Regions from separate parts of the Sus scrofa genome. Here region 2 is linked to region 1. A link is a contact called in public HiChIP or PLAC-seq data. All regions are on one chromosome and are shown on one strand. Each heading gives the region's core, a stretch centred on a gene start, on an enhancer-like site or on the middle of the called end of the contact. The rest is flanking DNA. Distances are from core to core; before and after follow the strand shown.

Region 1 (7,246 bases), core at 3,093-5,592:
GGCCTTTTTTTTTTTTTCCCCTTAAACCCAGGGATATAATTACTATTTTGTCACATGGTTTTATTTCATGCTTAAAAGGTAAATGTGTTTGCTTCAGAAACTTGTTAATTTCAATTTTTTGAATGCAACAAGATACCTCCCTTCTAAACTGTACTGTAGGCAGAACAGCAGCGTTATGTGATGCAACACCTGATGGTACAGTAAATTTACCGGCTAGCATTCTTTTCCTCTTAAAAATTAAAAACTTTGCCATAGACTATAGCATGGCTTGAAATGCTATGTCTGCATGATAATTTAAAATGGGAAATTTAAACTTTGCACTCCAAAAGCTTATTTGGATTTTTTTCTTGCACTGTTTTGTGTAATGCAAAAGAATGATTTTACTTCTATGGCATTGTAGATCCTAACATTTATGTATCTTTATTTTCATATTGTACAGTAATTTTACTTTAAATTATTAAATAGGCTATTTTATTTATTTCAAATGCAGTTGAGTTGGTTAATTATTGAACTGTCTGTGCACTGTATGTAGCATTTTTAATCTATTGTATACAAGTGGAAAGGGTGTTAGAAGTGTATCTGTGCTCTTATCTCAATAAAGACCTCTTGACACCTAAAACTGTTCCTGTTCCTTGGTGTTTGTGGTTTCCAGTTTAGAAAGTTGTTTTTTCCTTGCTTCTTTGGCAGTAGTATGGTCCAGTGGTAAACCCCACAATCAGTTTCTTAAGTTTCTTTTTTATTATTCTTTTTTTTTTGCTGCACTTGTGGCAGGTGGGAGTTCCTGGGCCAGGGATCAGATCCAAGCCGCAGCAGGGACAATACTGGATTCTTAACCCACTGAGTCACCAGGGAACTCCCTCCTAAGTTTCTTTGTAAATTTCTTCTAACTTACATTTTAACCCTTGGCAACTGTATTTGTGTAAATTAAGTATCTAGAGAATTATTATTATTCAATATCTAGAGAATTATCATTCAATATCTAGAGAATTTTCTGTTCTGATTACATTGTGAAAGTTGATTAATAAAAGCCCAGCAAGAGTTCCTATTGTGGTGCAGCAGAAACTAATTCAATTAGTATCCATGAGGATGTGGGTTTGATCCCTGGCCTCCATCAGTGAGTCGGGGATCTTGCATTGCCACGAGCTATGGTGTAGGTCACAGGCACAGCTCAGATCCTGAGTTGCTGTGGCTGTGGTATAGGCTGGCAGCTGTAGCTCCAATTCAAACCCTAGCCTGGGAACTTCCATATGCCATGGGTGTGGCCTTAAGAAGCAAAAAAACAAAGACTAAACAAAACAAAAAACCCTGCAAAATGTATAAATCCTAACACTACAAAGATGATGAATACTTCAGAAATAAATGAAATCTGATTAGCTTGTGCATATTCTGTAGTACAGTTTTTCTACCTCTCAGGCATGCAGAAGGGAATTCTGCTGAAAACAGGCCACACACAGTCTCTTCAATTTACTTTCAGACTGAGTTTTACACATTTTAGGTATTATAACTGATCATTAGTGTTCAGTTTTTATATTTTTTTACTTTTTGGCCATACCTGAATCATGTGGAAGTTCCCAGGTCAGGGATCAAACCTGAGTCACAGCAGCAACCCCAGCCACTGCAGTAACAACACTGAATCCTTAACGCACTGCCCCATAAGAGAACTCCATGTTAAGTTTAAAACTAGAAGAAAAAAAAGAAAAAGCAGTTTCTTGATGTAGACCAGATCAACTTTATGATGAAAAGGTATTCATAAAAAAATTATATATTCTACCTCCATCACTGCCAGGGAGAAAATGTTAAGATCCTCCTATATATTTATTGGGTATTGATTTTCACTTTGCAGGGCATTAGGTAATAAGCACTAGAAATTATTTTATTTCCTAACCATCTGGTTACATATGTTCTTCTGCATGGAGGTGAAGAGATTCCTAGAGGTTCACATATATGAGAAAACAAGAAAACTGAAGTATCTACATTCTCTGAATCCTCAGTTGGGAGTTCCAGGAAGGAAAGTGGGGATGGGAGGGTGGTACAGAAGTTCTTGACTTCCTGGTGGATGATCAGTGGTGTGATTCAAGTTTCATTAATTTTTTTTTAAATTATAATAAGCCAAAGGACCTAACAGTGAAGAGGCAACCCATGAAATCAGAGAAAATACTTGCAAATCATGTCTGATAAAGGGTTAATATACAGACTATATAAATAACTCCTACAGCTCAACAACCACCAAAAAAAAAACTAAAAAAATGGGCAGACGGTGTTCCTGCTGTCGAGCAACCAGATCCACGGTGCCTCTGCAGCGCCAGGACGCAGGTTAGATTCCTGGCCTGGTAAAGTGGGTTAAAGGATCCAGCACTTAAAAAAAAAAAAAAAGAGGGAATTCCCGTCGTGGGGCAGTGGTTGACAAATCCGACTAGGAACCATGAGGTTGCGGGTTCGGTCCCTGCCCTTGCTCAGTGGGTTAAGGATCCGGCGTTGCCGTGAGCTGTGGTGTAGGAGGTTGCAGACGCGGCTCGGATCCCGCGTTGCTGTGGCTCTGGCGTAGGCTGGCGGCTACAGCTCCGACTGGACCCCTAGCCTGGGAATCTCCATAAGCCGCGGAAGCAGCCCAAGAAATAGGAAAAAAAAAAAAAAAAGGATCCAGCATTACTGCAGCTGCGGCAAAGGCTGCAACTCGGATCTGATCCCTGGCTGGGGAACTCCATATGCTGCAGGGCAGCCAAGAAAGAAAAAAAAAAAATGGGCAAAGGACTTCAATCGTCATAGCTCCCAAGAAGAGAGACAGGTGGTCAATAAGCACTTGAAAAATGCTCAGTATCACTAATCATTAGGGAAATACAATTAAAAACCACAAAGAGAGATATCACCTCACATTCAATAGGATGGCTGCTGTCAAAAAAAAAGTGTTGGCAAGGATGCGGAGAAATTGGAACTTCTATGTACTGTTGGTTGGAATATCACATAGTACAGCCATTGCGGAAAACAGTATGGTGATCCCTTAAAAAACCAAAAATGGAATTACATTTGACCCAGCAATCCCACTTTTAGGTACATATGCTCAAAATAATTGAAATCAGGGTCTCAAAGAGTATTTGTACACTGATGTTCACAGCAGCCTTATAATAGCCAAAAGGTACAAGCAACTGGAGTCCAACAGACAAACTGATAAACCGTGGTGTATAATACAATGGAGCATCATTCAGCCTTTAAAAAGGAAGGAAATTTTGATATGTGTTACAACATGGATGATCCTTAAGGATGTTATGCTAAATGAAATGTCAGTCACAAAAAAGACCAATTTTGTATGATTCCACTTACATGAGTTACCTAGAGTAGACAAATTCATAGAGATACAAAGCGTCTATGGCCGTTGCCAGTGGCTGGGGGCAGAAAGGAAATGATGAATTATTTAAGGTACATAGAGTTTCAGTTTTGCAGGATGAAAAGATTCATGGAGATGCATAGTGGTGATGATTGCACAACGATATTAATATACTTAATGAACTCTACACTGAAAATGGTAAGATGGTAAATTTTATGTCAGGTGTATTTTCTTTTTTCTTTTCTTTTTTTTTTTTTTTTTTTGCTTTTTAGGGCCGCACTCACGGCATAGGGAGGTTCCCAGGCTAGGGGTCTAATCGGAGCTACAGATGGCAGCCACAGCCACAGCCACAACAACGCAGGATCCGAGCCGCGTCTGCGACCTACACCACAACTCACTAAAACGTCGGATCCTTAACTCACTGAGCGAGGCCAGGGACTGAACCTGCAACCTCATGGTTCCTTGTCGGATTCGTTTCCGCTGGGCCACGACGGGAACTCCTTGTATTTTAATTTTTAAAAACTGTAATAAGCAACATGCACACTCAAGTGCACTGCTTTATATACTTTTAAATTTGATTCCAGTAACTTTTGCGTACACCTTTTATTTTCTCCTAGTGTGTAAAACTCATTTCCTCTTTGGAGAATTTTCTAAGCTTGCAAGGCCAGTACGTAAAGATAAAAATCAAAAGGAAACTTACTACTTCCAACGACCACGCAGTGTGCACTCCTCCGCCCCCCCCCCCAGTACTCAATACTATAGGATACCATTATCACTCAACCCCATTTAAAAAATTCTCCAAAAAATACTCCAAATAGATTTCTGGGCTTTTTTTTTTTGCAAATGTTACACATTCGAAAACTTATAAAATAAACTGATACTAAGAAAATACGTTTCGTACTCCTTTTATGTGTTTGTCTTCCCTGTAAGATTTCACCTGCAGAGTTCAGCTGATGAGGATACAGAAAACAAGCCAGCCGGCCCCGCCCCCCTCGGCGGGCCAATCAGCCGCGCGCCCGGGAGGGACACACAGCTGCCGGCCGAGCGAGTCGATGAGGACGCGCTAGAGGCCCGGTGCCCGCAGAAGAGCTCTGCTCTGTTGGGGTCTGCTCGCTGCCTTTTGCGACGTGGGCACGTGTCTGTCTCCTTGGAGAGGCAGGCAGGCGACCTGGGACGTGAGTCGGGTGTGTTTGAGCGGCGGGCAGGTTGGAGTTCGGCCCCGGCGGGTCTCGCGGGCGGCGGCGCAGGGGAGGCCGAGGGTGTTGCCCCGGCCTGCGGGAGACCTCTGAGCACGGCGTCGACGGGGATGGCCGAGCGCCCGGTCTTATCTCCCCGGCCAGTCAGAGGTCTTATCTTTAGCGGTTCAAAGAGAGGCCTAGGGAAAGGGGCAAGGAGCGCAAAGCGAGACGCGGGCGAACGTTGAATTTTGTTGGCTTCAGTTATCTCTGAAAACTTTAAGCACAGTTTGAACAAATAGCGTCAGTAGAATGGCTTGGGTTTGGTTGTACCTAAGTTTTAAAAACTTAATTTGGATGTTAAAAGTTAGAGATGAATATTTATGAGTGGGCGGTGAAAAACAAGGACGATTTTCTCTGCGCTCGTGGTTATGGAGGTGCGGTCCCCAGACTAGCTTGACCGTCGTCATCGTCATCTAGGAACCGTTAGAAACGCACGTTCTTAAGTTTGCTCCAGGAAACTAGACAAAGGGACGCGAACAAAATTGCAAACTGCTGACTTATGCCGTGTTTCTGGGTTCAGGCAAAAGTTGACTCTATTCTCCAAATTAGTCTTGTTTTTCTCGTTTCACGTGTACGTTCATTGAAACCAGATACTTCTCATTTGTGCTGATTTCCACTCAGTGGCCAGCAGCCTCCTCGGAGATCTCTTTGTTGATAGCGGTCAAGCCTAGGAGCTGCTGTTAACTCACTCTTGGTGTTTCCCGCTTTGCAAGTGGGGCTCCCGTAGTTCCCCCTCTCCATCCTCTCAGAATAGCCCCTCAGGAGTTCCCGTCGTGGCGCAGTGGTTAACGAATCCGACTAGGAACCATGAGGTTGCGGGTTCGATCCCTGACCTCGCTGGGTGGGTTAAGGATCCGGCGTTGCTGTGAGCTGTGGTGTAGGTCACAGACGCGGCTCGGGTCTGGCGTTGCTGTGGCTCTGGCAGCTGTAGCCCCAACTGGACCCCTAGCCTAGGAACCTCCATATGCCGCCAGTGCGGCCCTAAAAAGACAAAACAAAAAAAAAAAAAGAATAGCCCCTCAGGGCCTCTTGCCCTGGAAAGGCAGTTTAGGTAGCGCCAGTCCGGGTTTGACCACCTGCTAGCTGATTGACTTTGGGCAAATTACTTCTTTTTCTAATCTGTAAAGTGAAGATAGCAAGAGTACTGCTTCCAAGAGTTCTTGGATTAAATGAATGCATGTAACAGCATTTGGCACAAAGTAATCAAATACCAGCTATTATTATGGTATAGTAATTGTGATAGTGTCAAAGCTGCAGACATGAGAAAAATGATGAAAAAATAGAACTAGGGGAGAGATACTAATTATTGACTAGTAGAATCACAGGTGCCACCGCTGAACTAAACTATTATAGGATGATTGCTTTAATACTTGACTACTCACAGTGCTCTGTAGGCCAACATCTCTGCCACCACTAGGAGCTTGTTCGAAATGCAGAATCTCAGGCCCACCTCAGACTTAATCAGAGTCTGTTTTTTTCTTTTTTTAAGCAAGATATCTACCAGGTTTAGATGCAGCTTTGTTTGAAGGAAGTATGAGATCTTTAAAGATTTTTCAAGGAGGTCCAGCCCTGAATCAGTGACCCTGGGGGGTGGGCAGGAGGGCTTGACTTTCTCTGCAGCTGATTCTGCTCTTCTGCCTCACCTCCTCATCTCCCATCACTTCTGCATTGTTACTCCCTCAGATTTGAAAATTTTGATTTTTTTTTTTGTGCTGCTTTATCCTCTGAACCCTTTAAATTCCTGGCCGAGACTGATCGTTTGCATTGGCTACCTAACAAACATTTACTGAATGTCTTTCACCTGCCAGCCACTGGGCTGGGTGTCAGGCTTAGAGAGGTGGAGGGGGCACGATGGAGAGGGTATTTGGGAAGGGGAATGAAGACTTGAGTAAGATGTTACCCTCCCTGGAAAGTTCACATTGTAGGACAAGGCTCTTCCACCGTCATTGTGTGATTGTACCCACTGGGGAGCTTTAAACTTCCCAGTGCCTGGGTCTCTCCCCTGGGGATTCTGACTTAAATGCCTTGGGATGTGGATGGAAGATGGGAAGTTTTAGAAGCTTCCCCGGCTTGAGAGCTACTGTGTTCAGGGATGAGACTGACCAGTCAGTAAGTGGTGGATTTCAGTGTGTGTTAACACCTGGAGAAGAAACAGCACACCTGGAGTGGGGAAAGAGTGTTTTCGTTTAGCTCGGACTTAATTTTATTCCTACAGCTAGACTGTTAGGCATTTATGGGTAGGGCCCAGGGCATTCTCCTCGTGGAGCGCCCTTACCTGATTCTGATTCATAGTAGGTTTAAGAGAGGCCATTCAACAGAACATTCTGTATCTGCAGTGTCCCAACTTGGTAGCCGCCAGCCACGTGTGGCACTTTAGTATTTAAAACACAGCTAGTGAGAATGAGGAACTGATTTTTAATTTAGTTTAATTTTAATTAAATTTAAATAGCCTTGTGTGGCTACTGGCCACAGTATTGGACAGGGTTGAATGGAGATATGTGCTGAAGTGGTTTGACAGGGTTTATGCACGGGCTTAGATGAAGAAAGCTATTTCTCTGATTGAGAGTTCAGTCACCTTATTTGAATCATAATTCTGCACCTTTTAAACTTCCCATTTGTGGAGTTCCTGTTGTGGCTCAGCAGTAATGAACCTGACTATCCGTGAGGACGCAGTGTCCATCCTTGG
Region 2 (7,246 bases), core at 2,001-4,500, 150 kb after region 1:
GATACGACACCCCAAGACAGAACTACTTTAATCATAGGGAAAGAAGGTCCTTTGCCCAACTCCGCTTTTTACATGAAAATAGAAACTCTTCACCTTGTAAGTACATCTCCTGCCTGATCCCATCTTTGTCAACAAGCTGGTCCCCCTGCGTGGGAGACCCCATCCTACTGGCCACTGGTAGTGCGGGGTGGGGGCTGCTGCCAGGTCTCCAGCCCCACCTAACACCTCCACATCCAGCCCTACACCTGGATGGCAGGAGGCTGGGCTGGGGCTCAGAGACGCTGGCAGGAAAGGGCTTTGAAGGGTACTAAGGGCTACACCAGCGTTGGTCAGTAGCACATCATGAATATTGGTGGAACAGATAGCCGACTGAATAATTGCCACTATTATTATGATTCATCAGGAATGGCAAAAGCTTTAAGGATATCCCCACTAAAAGTCAGCATGTAGAGAAACAGACTATTTTTACACTCCTAAAATATCAAATTGCTCATTTCAGTGCCAAACATTTATTGATAAAGATGAATAAAACACGGCTCCTTCCTCCCACGGAATTATAACCTATTGAGAGAAAGGAACACGTACCCAAATAAGGGACGCTCATGGCAAAATGTGCCACGTGCTAGAAGCACGGGGGTGGTCCGCTAAGGGCACCAGAGGAGGGAAAGGGACACTCTTGTTTTGCTTCTGAACGAGGACGTTCTGGTTCTCTGACACCCTTTCCTCATGAGCAAGTTCGAACCTTCAGAGCTTTCTCTCCATCGCTGGGGCCGGGGTGCCAGAGAGAATGTTTCTTATCTTTCATAACTGCAGGTGTCCAAGACTAAAGAACAGCCTTCACCCGAAGGACCTCAGCTGCGTCCCCCCCCTCAGCTGCCAGATCCTCCAGTTGGGCGTGTTCTCTCAAGGGGATGGTCCCCAAGACTCTGCAAAAGCAACAGGCAGAGTTCTTTATTACCGCCTTGGTTTTGGGGTCTACAACCCTTGAGACCTCATTCCAGTATGTGAATGAGGAAAGCAGTGGAGTCATGACAGGGAAAGAGAAGCCAGAGAAGCCAGAAGGAGGAAGGGGGCCGGGGAGGGGGGGAAGGGAGCCTCAGTGACCCGAAGGCGAATTTGTGTTCCATGGTGACTTTGCTGTGCTTATCTTCTCCTCTGTTTGGTCTCTATTTTCCAGAACTGTCTCAGTAACATAATTTAGTTCTGACTCCTAGAAGTCTTGGTCCCAAAGTGAGGAGGCCTTCAGAAATTGATTCAGTCCACGCTCTTGGAAAATATTCTCCCTCCATTTGCCACATGAAGAGGCTGAGCCTGCAGACACGCTCAGGTCACAGAGCTCACACCCAGAGAACCCAGACTCCTGGTCTCCTGTCTGCCAATAAAGCTCCTTTTACATACTGAATTTCTTTTCTTGAATACATAATACTTGATGGCTATTTCCCATGTCCCCAAATTTTCTTTATTTCCCCAAATTTTATGAACTATTTCATTCATACAGAAAAGTTCAGGAAATGATACCCATTAATCGTTTGGGGATCATTTGGGGCTCTTTTTTGATGTTCCGAATTTAATCTTAGCTAACGTTTTCCAGCTCATTCACAACCAAAATGGATCTGTTCCCAAAGAGCAAATTCAAAATCCTCACTTGATGCGTGCGATCTCATACCAGGAAAGTAAGTATTATTAACACAATGACTACCCCTCGCTTGGATGCATGCAATGTGCTTAGAGCATTCAGTTACCTGCCCTCGATCTCCTGGATCAGCAGCAGTACAGCCAGGATTCAAATGTAGGTCTGGCTAATACTTCAGTCATTCAGTGATTCATTCAACAAATACTTGAGTGTCGATAGCAGGACACTGGGACTAAGTCACCCGCCGTTCCTGCCCTCAGAGAGCTCACTTTTATTGGTAGAGGAAAAGGGGGCATACCGAGTGCTATTACCTAGTTTGGGGGTTCAGGGAAACTGAGTTCTAAAGGGTGAGTATGAATGAACTAGCAAGGGGATGGAGGTGTAAGTGGGAAGAAGGTGCCAGTCTAGGAGGGCGTCCTGGTGTGGGAAGGCCCTTGGCAAGTCCAGGAACGATGCAGCTGGAGCCTGGAAGATGGAGAAGCAGTGGGCAAGATGAGGCTGGTGAGGGAAGGCCAGTGGGATGGGCAGGGCCAGACCGTGCAGGGGCTTGTCAGCTGCAAGATTTCAGAGGCTTAGATATAATGGGAAGCCAAAGAGGTGGTTTTTTTTTTTTTTTTTTTTTTTTAACCTGAGTGTTTTTTAACATTTTCTTGTGTTTTAAAAGATCACTAACTAAGGGAGAGGGAAGAAATTAGAGGAGTCAAGGATTGCAGCACAGAGGCCAAATAGGAGGCTAGTGCAATAATCCAGGTGGCGTGATGGCAGCTTGGCCAAGGGTGGTAGAAGAGGAAAGAGAGAAGTCTCATATTCAAGAGCTATTTGGGAGGCAGGACAATGTAGCAGTGTGGCTAGAGTTCAGGCCATGCGGTCACATTCAAGTCTGAACCCCACCACCCACTCTCAGAGTGCAGTGCAGTGTTTATGGATGTGGCCCCTGGGGAGTTCTTGGGTTTGCATCCTGGTTATGTGTCCTTGGGCAGGGGTGCACCAGCTCCTTGTCCCAACACACACACACACGGCCATTACCTAACCACAGAGCTGGATGGCACTCAGGTGCCTTTGCGTTTTTTACAGTTCAGACCTGGCTACATGCTCACCCCCTTCCCAGTCCTGCAGGATTTCTGGAAGCACATCCTTAAGCAACTTTCGTGGTGTTGAGGAGATGGAATCTGAGGTGAGGAGTTAGAAAAAAATTCTAGAATCCTTGCAGCTTGTAAGTTTGGTCTGGATGACCACAAAACTGATGGCCTTTAAATTATTACAGTACAGAGCGTCAGAAAAAGCTTTGCTAAAGCAACGTGTGCTCAGCACTAACATAAAGATACACAGCCTGAGTGGCCACGTGGTTTGCATTATTCCTAAATTGGGTCCAAGGCAAACTTCCTGGAGAAAGTGTTCTATGGGTGGTGCCTTGGCACAGATTCTCCTGGCCCTGGCATGAGGGCACCCCACTCACAAGTCTGTCCAGTGACACTGGGGTGACAGCTGCCAGCAGTCTCCCATTTATTTTCAGGCCACTTTCCAACACTGCCCCATGCATGCACTTGCACCCCGGGTGCCCTCTCGGTGGTTATGGCCCGGGATCCCCTGCATTGTGCCCCCCACCCCAGGAGCTTCTCTCCTCACACATCTCTTTTTCCACAGCAGAAAACAGCCCGGCAGGTTGCTGACCTCACCCTCTGATTCATGCTCATCAGTCACGTGTTGGCCTTTTTTCTGTCCCTTTTTTCTAAAAAAACATATTCCACTCAGACTGGTTTCCTAGGAAACAAACCCTCAAAACAGAAATAGACCGGGTGGAAAAGAGAGTACTCCAAAAATTCCACTTAGCGGTGTTGAATAATGCGAACCCAATTAAGAGAAGCAGTCGTAAATTTAAGTGACGAAAACGTGTGGACTCTTTCTCTGTAGATTTTAAACTCATCTTTGGATCATGCCCTAAGGACAGCAACCGTTTTGAAACAAACTACTGATCAAATGATTAGAACTATTGCAGAAGATCTGGCCAAAGCGCAGAGATGGAGGAACCGACTGAAATACTAGTTTGACTCAAAGGCACCAAGGATTTTTTTTTTTTTTTGAATGCAGGGAAAGCTTGATTAGGCAACTTATGAAGATGAGTTTCCAGAGAAAAACTCCTTTGTGAGGGACACAAAGTGCTTAAATGAAGAAAATGGACCCGTGATTCTTAAAGATCGAAATCAACATGTATTTGTTTAAAAATAAACCTGTCATTCCTACCTCATAATAAGATAAATCAAAGCAATAAAATATACTTTTACCTACGAGTATGGCAAATACTCAAGTTTGAAAATCCCTGGCAGTGCCAGTGAGGATTGGGGAGACAGGAACTCTCGGACTGCTGCTGGAAGTACAAATTAGCGCCACCTTGTTACAAGGCACCTCGGTAACTGCCATCAAATGCTATGAATTCCAAGTGGCAATTCCACTGCTAGGACTTTGCTTTTAAGTAACTCATGCGACAGGAAGCAGTATGCAGGTGAGGACGGCCCCCAAGTGGAGCTAATCTAACACCCTATGTGATGATACACAAGCAACAGCGGTCATACTCTGCAGCCACGGAAAAGAATGAGGTGTATAATCTGTAAGACTGTGAAAAAAAGCAAGATGCCCAATAATGTATATAGTGTGACCTCATCTGTTTTTCAAAGAGTCTACGTACTTTCCGGAAAGATACACAAAACTATTCAGTGGACCCCCAGGAAGTGGAATTGGGAGTTTTGTGGGGAAGAGGGGGTCTTGACTTTTCATTTACTTTCTGGACTGTATGAAATTTTTACGATACACGTATACATTATTTAAAGATCTTCTGAAGTCAGAAATACGGAAAAACAGTAGTCTTAATGAAATTGGGACCCAAGTGAAGACAATTCGTTAAAACTGTGTGTATTAAGTGCATTAGCATTTTGTGGAGAACATAGGAACATGCTTCTGATAGGCTGGCTTAGGACTGCTGTGTGACCTCAACAACAGAGCAGCTGGTTGGTTACTGGCCCTGGTCCCTCTTTCCCGGGCCTCCATTCACTCCTGTTCCAACAGAAGCTTCCCAAGCCCCAGAGCTCTGCTTAGCGGTAAGGGGAGTTGAATCCATTTCTGCTTTGAAGATTTCTTTGGTGACCAAGGCAGCTGCGATTTGTCTAGCTGGCTGGAGAGTGAGTTATTTTTAACTTTGGGGCTTGGAAACTGGTTTAGGGTGCCTGGGAAGACATAAAGCAGGGGCCATTCAGAGGATACCTCGGACTGCGTGGCAAATTGTACTTTTAAGTTGTTGCTTTATGAGGAAGATAGTGAGGACTGGTAGCAGATTTTTTTTTTTCTTTTGTCATTTTAGGGCCACACCTGCAGCATATGTAGGTTCCCAGGCTAGGGGTCGAATCAGAGCTGCAGCCACCGGCCTACACCAGAGCCACAGCAATGCCAGATTCGAGCCGCATCTATGACCTACACCACAGCTCACGGCAACACCGGATCCTTAACCCAGAGTGAGGCCAGGGATCCCAGGGATCGAACCCTCATCCTCATGGATCCTACTTGGGTTCATAACCTGCTGAGCCACAATGGGAACTTCTGGTAGCATCGTTTTAAGAGAAAAAAGAAAGTCAACTATGCTTCAATAAAAGTAAGAGGAAAATGGAAGCCTAAATTCTATGTGCTAAGAGACCCAGATTCATCACAGATATAACTTTAATCACCAGCTGTTTTGGGGGCCATGCAGCACTATCCCGTGCCCAAGTTTAAAATCACACACTTCTCTGGCTTGAAGTGCTCTCAAATGACTCGTTAGTTCCTAACCTCTTTTGTGTTCAAACCTTTATGAGAATCTGATGAAAGTTACGGAGTCTCCCACCTCCCCCACACTCCCCTCTCCCATGGAAAGGTGACAGATGAACACGTACAATTTTGCACACAATTTTTAAAAGTTCATGGACACTTGAAGCAAATCCATGGAACCCAAGTTAGAAAGGACTGCCATTAAATGAATGGTCCTAGTCCCACATTTATTAACCATCATAGGAACTTACCATTGTAAGCATTCATGATTTAAAAACTTGGCCCATCTCTGCTTTCCTAAACCATATTCTAAATGTAATTTTACACTTCCTTGATGATTGAAGATCCTTATGAACAACCACTGCAACACGTCTAAACAAAGAAATAGAAATAGGACCATGTCCTTAAGGAATTCTAGGAAAGTGCTAGGCTCTGATTTACACGGAAACTTTTATATTTACTGTTTCTGTAGCCTTGGCTGTCTCCCCCCCCCCATGCCACTTTGTGTCAACTCTGCCACAACTTTCTTCTAATTCTGCTGGAACAATAAGTCAGAAGAACAGGCCTGTTAGGTAAAAGCCACTGTGTCTCTAATGCTGAGTCCAGGAGCTCAGCACTGAGGAGGGCTTTCGTGCTGAAAGGAAACACTCACAGTTTCTCCTATGCAGAGGCCTCTCCTGTAGCTGTGCTCTGGCTGCTGGAGGTGCCGAGCAGGACAGCAGGATGAGGTGGCACTGTTGGTGGGAGGCGTTTAGCATCTTGGCTTACTATTGCGTTTTACACATGAAAGTTCATCTTTCTGTCATTTCCTTCAATTGTCACCTTATTGTCAAATGAATTATTTAAACAGACTAATCTATACCAATTATATTTCTATTTAATACCCAAAATGTTGTTTTGGTAGAACTTTCATTGGAAGACATTTCTTGCACATTTCAACAGGGGGAGAAAATGTGCATTGGATATAGTGAATAAATGATTTCAGTTAATTGCAACAACAAAAAAGTCTTTTTCATGGTCTTGATATCAGAATCTGCAATTTCTCTCTCTAGCAGGGGTGGGAGTGCAGAATCAGTTTATACTAGGAATTTATGTAAGATGACCTCTTACATCTTCAAATCCAGTAAGAAATTTCAGAAACAAAGGGTCTCTCCAATTCTAAGCCTAAAATAAGCGAAATGTAGCCTCAAAGAATCCCCTATCAGTATGGGATGTGGAGCAACTGAATGGGTGGTCCAGTGTTGCCGTCCTCACACTTTCAGATCCACTTGTCAGAGGGTCTTAGATTGGTATGAATCTCTGTTCTACGCACGTACTAACCCTGGACAGACAGTTACCATGGCATATAAGGATCTGATAACACATAGACATCAAAAAAATTAACCCTCTCACTGGCAATGTACCGTTCTTATGCCCAGTATTTATTTGTCTTTTTAGGGCTGAACCTACAGAATGTGGAAGTTCCCAGGCTAGGGGTCGAATTGGAGCTGCAGATACACCACAGCCACAGCCACACCAGATCTTAATCCCGCTGAGCAGGGCCAGGGATTGAACCTGCATCCTCATGGATACTAGTCGGGTTCGCTACCACTGAGCCACAAGGGGAATTCCTCAGAGGGCTGTTTATTAACGTCAAGCCTTTCCTCTCCACATATACATGTCATCCAGGTTAAATTATAAAACGTCTTTGTGCCTTAGTTTCCTCAGCTTTAGAATGGAGATAATAGTTCCTAACCTTCACGGGATTAAATGAGGAGACTGAATGAGGTAATACAAGCATTTGAAAATAGTGCCTCACTTAGATATAAAGCACTAAGTAAG

What was found. HiChIP or PLAC-seq counts read pairs in DNA pulled down with a chosen protein or histone mark.
Region 2: an H3K27ac HiChIP or PLAC-seq map of skeletal muscle shows a contact between it and region 1, with 3 times the contacts expected there. The contact joins the enhancer-like site here to the promoter of CLCC1 in region 1. A contact is called at or near these places in 1 of 5 promoter capture datasets (fetal liver), 3 of 47 Hi-C or Micro-C datasets (embryonic fibroblasts, heart right ventricle and undifferentiated spermatogonia) and 2 of 2 datasets of contacts at active chromatin or transcription factors (alveolar macrophages and skeletal muscle).

What each region holds. Positions count from the first base shown.
Region 1 is chr4:111,076,306-111,083,551 of Sscrofa11.1, forward strand. CLCC1 (chloride channel CLIC-like protein 1) reads left to right here and starts at 4,343. Exons shown (of 11, transcript XM_005663605.3): 1 at 4,343-4,497. It overlaps WDR47 (WD repeat-containing protein 47), which reads left to right. Exons shown (of 15, transcript XM_005663599.3): 15 at 1-619.
Region 2 is chr4:111,224,446-111,231,691 of Sscrofa11.1, forward strand. AKNAD1 (protein AKNAD1) reads left to right here. Exons shown (of 13, transcript XM_021090095.1): 10 at 1-96; 11 at 1,592-1,673; 12 at 2,708-2,807; 13 at 3,545-5,029. The coding sequence ends at 3,676. Among named protein-coding and RNA genes, the nearest start is that of AKNAD1, 33 kb to the left of the region's middle. Within about 2 kb of position 3,251, at least 15 of the 83 cell types and tissues checked have an H3K27ac peak or open chromatin away from gene starts, as enhancers often do. A contact at or near this core is called in skeletal muscle, where this site is marked.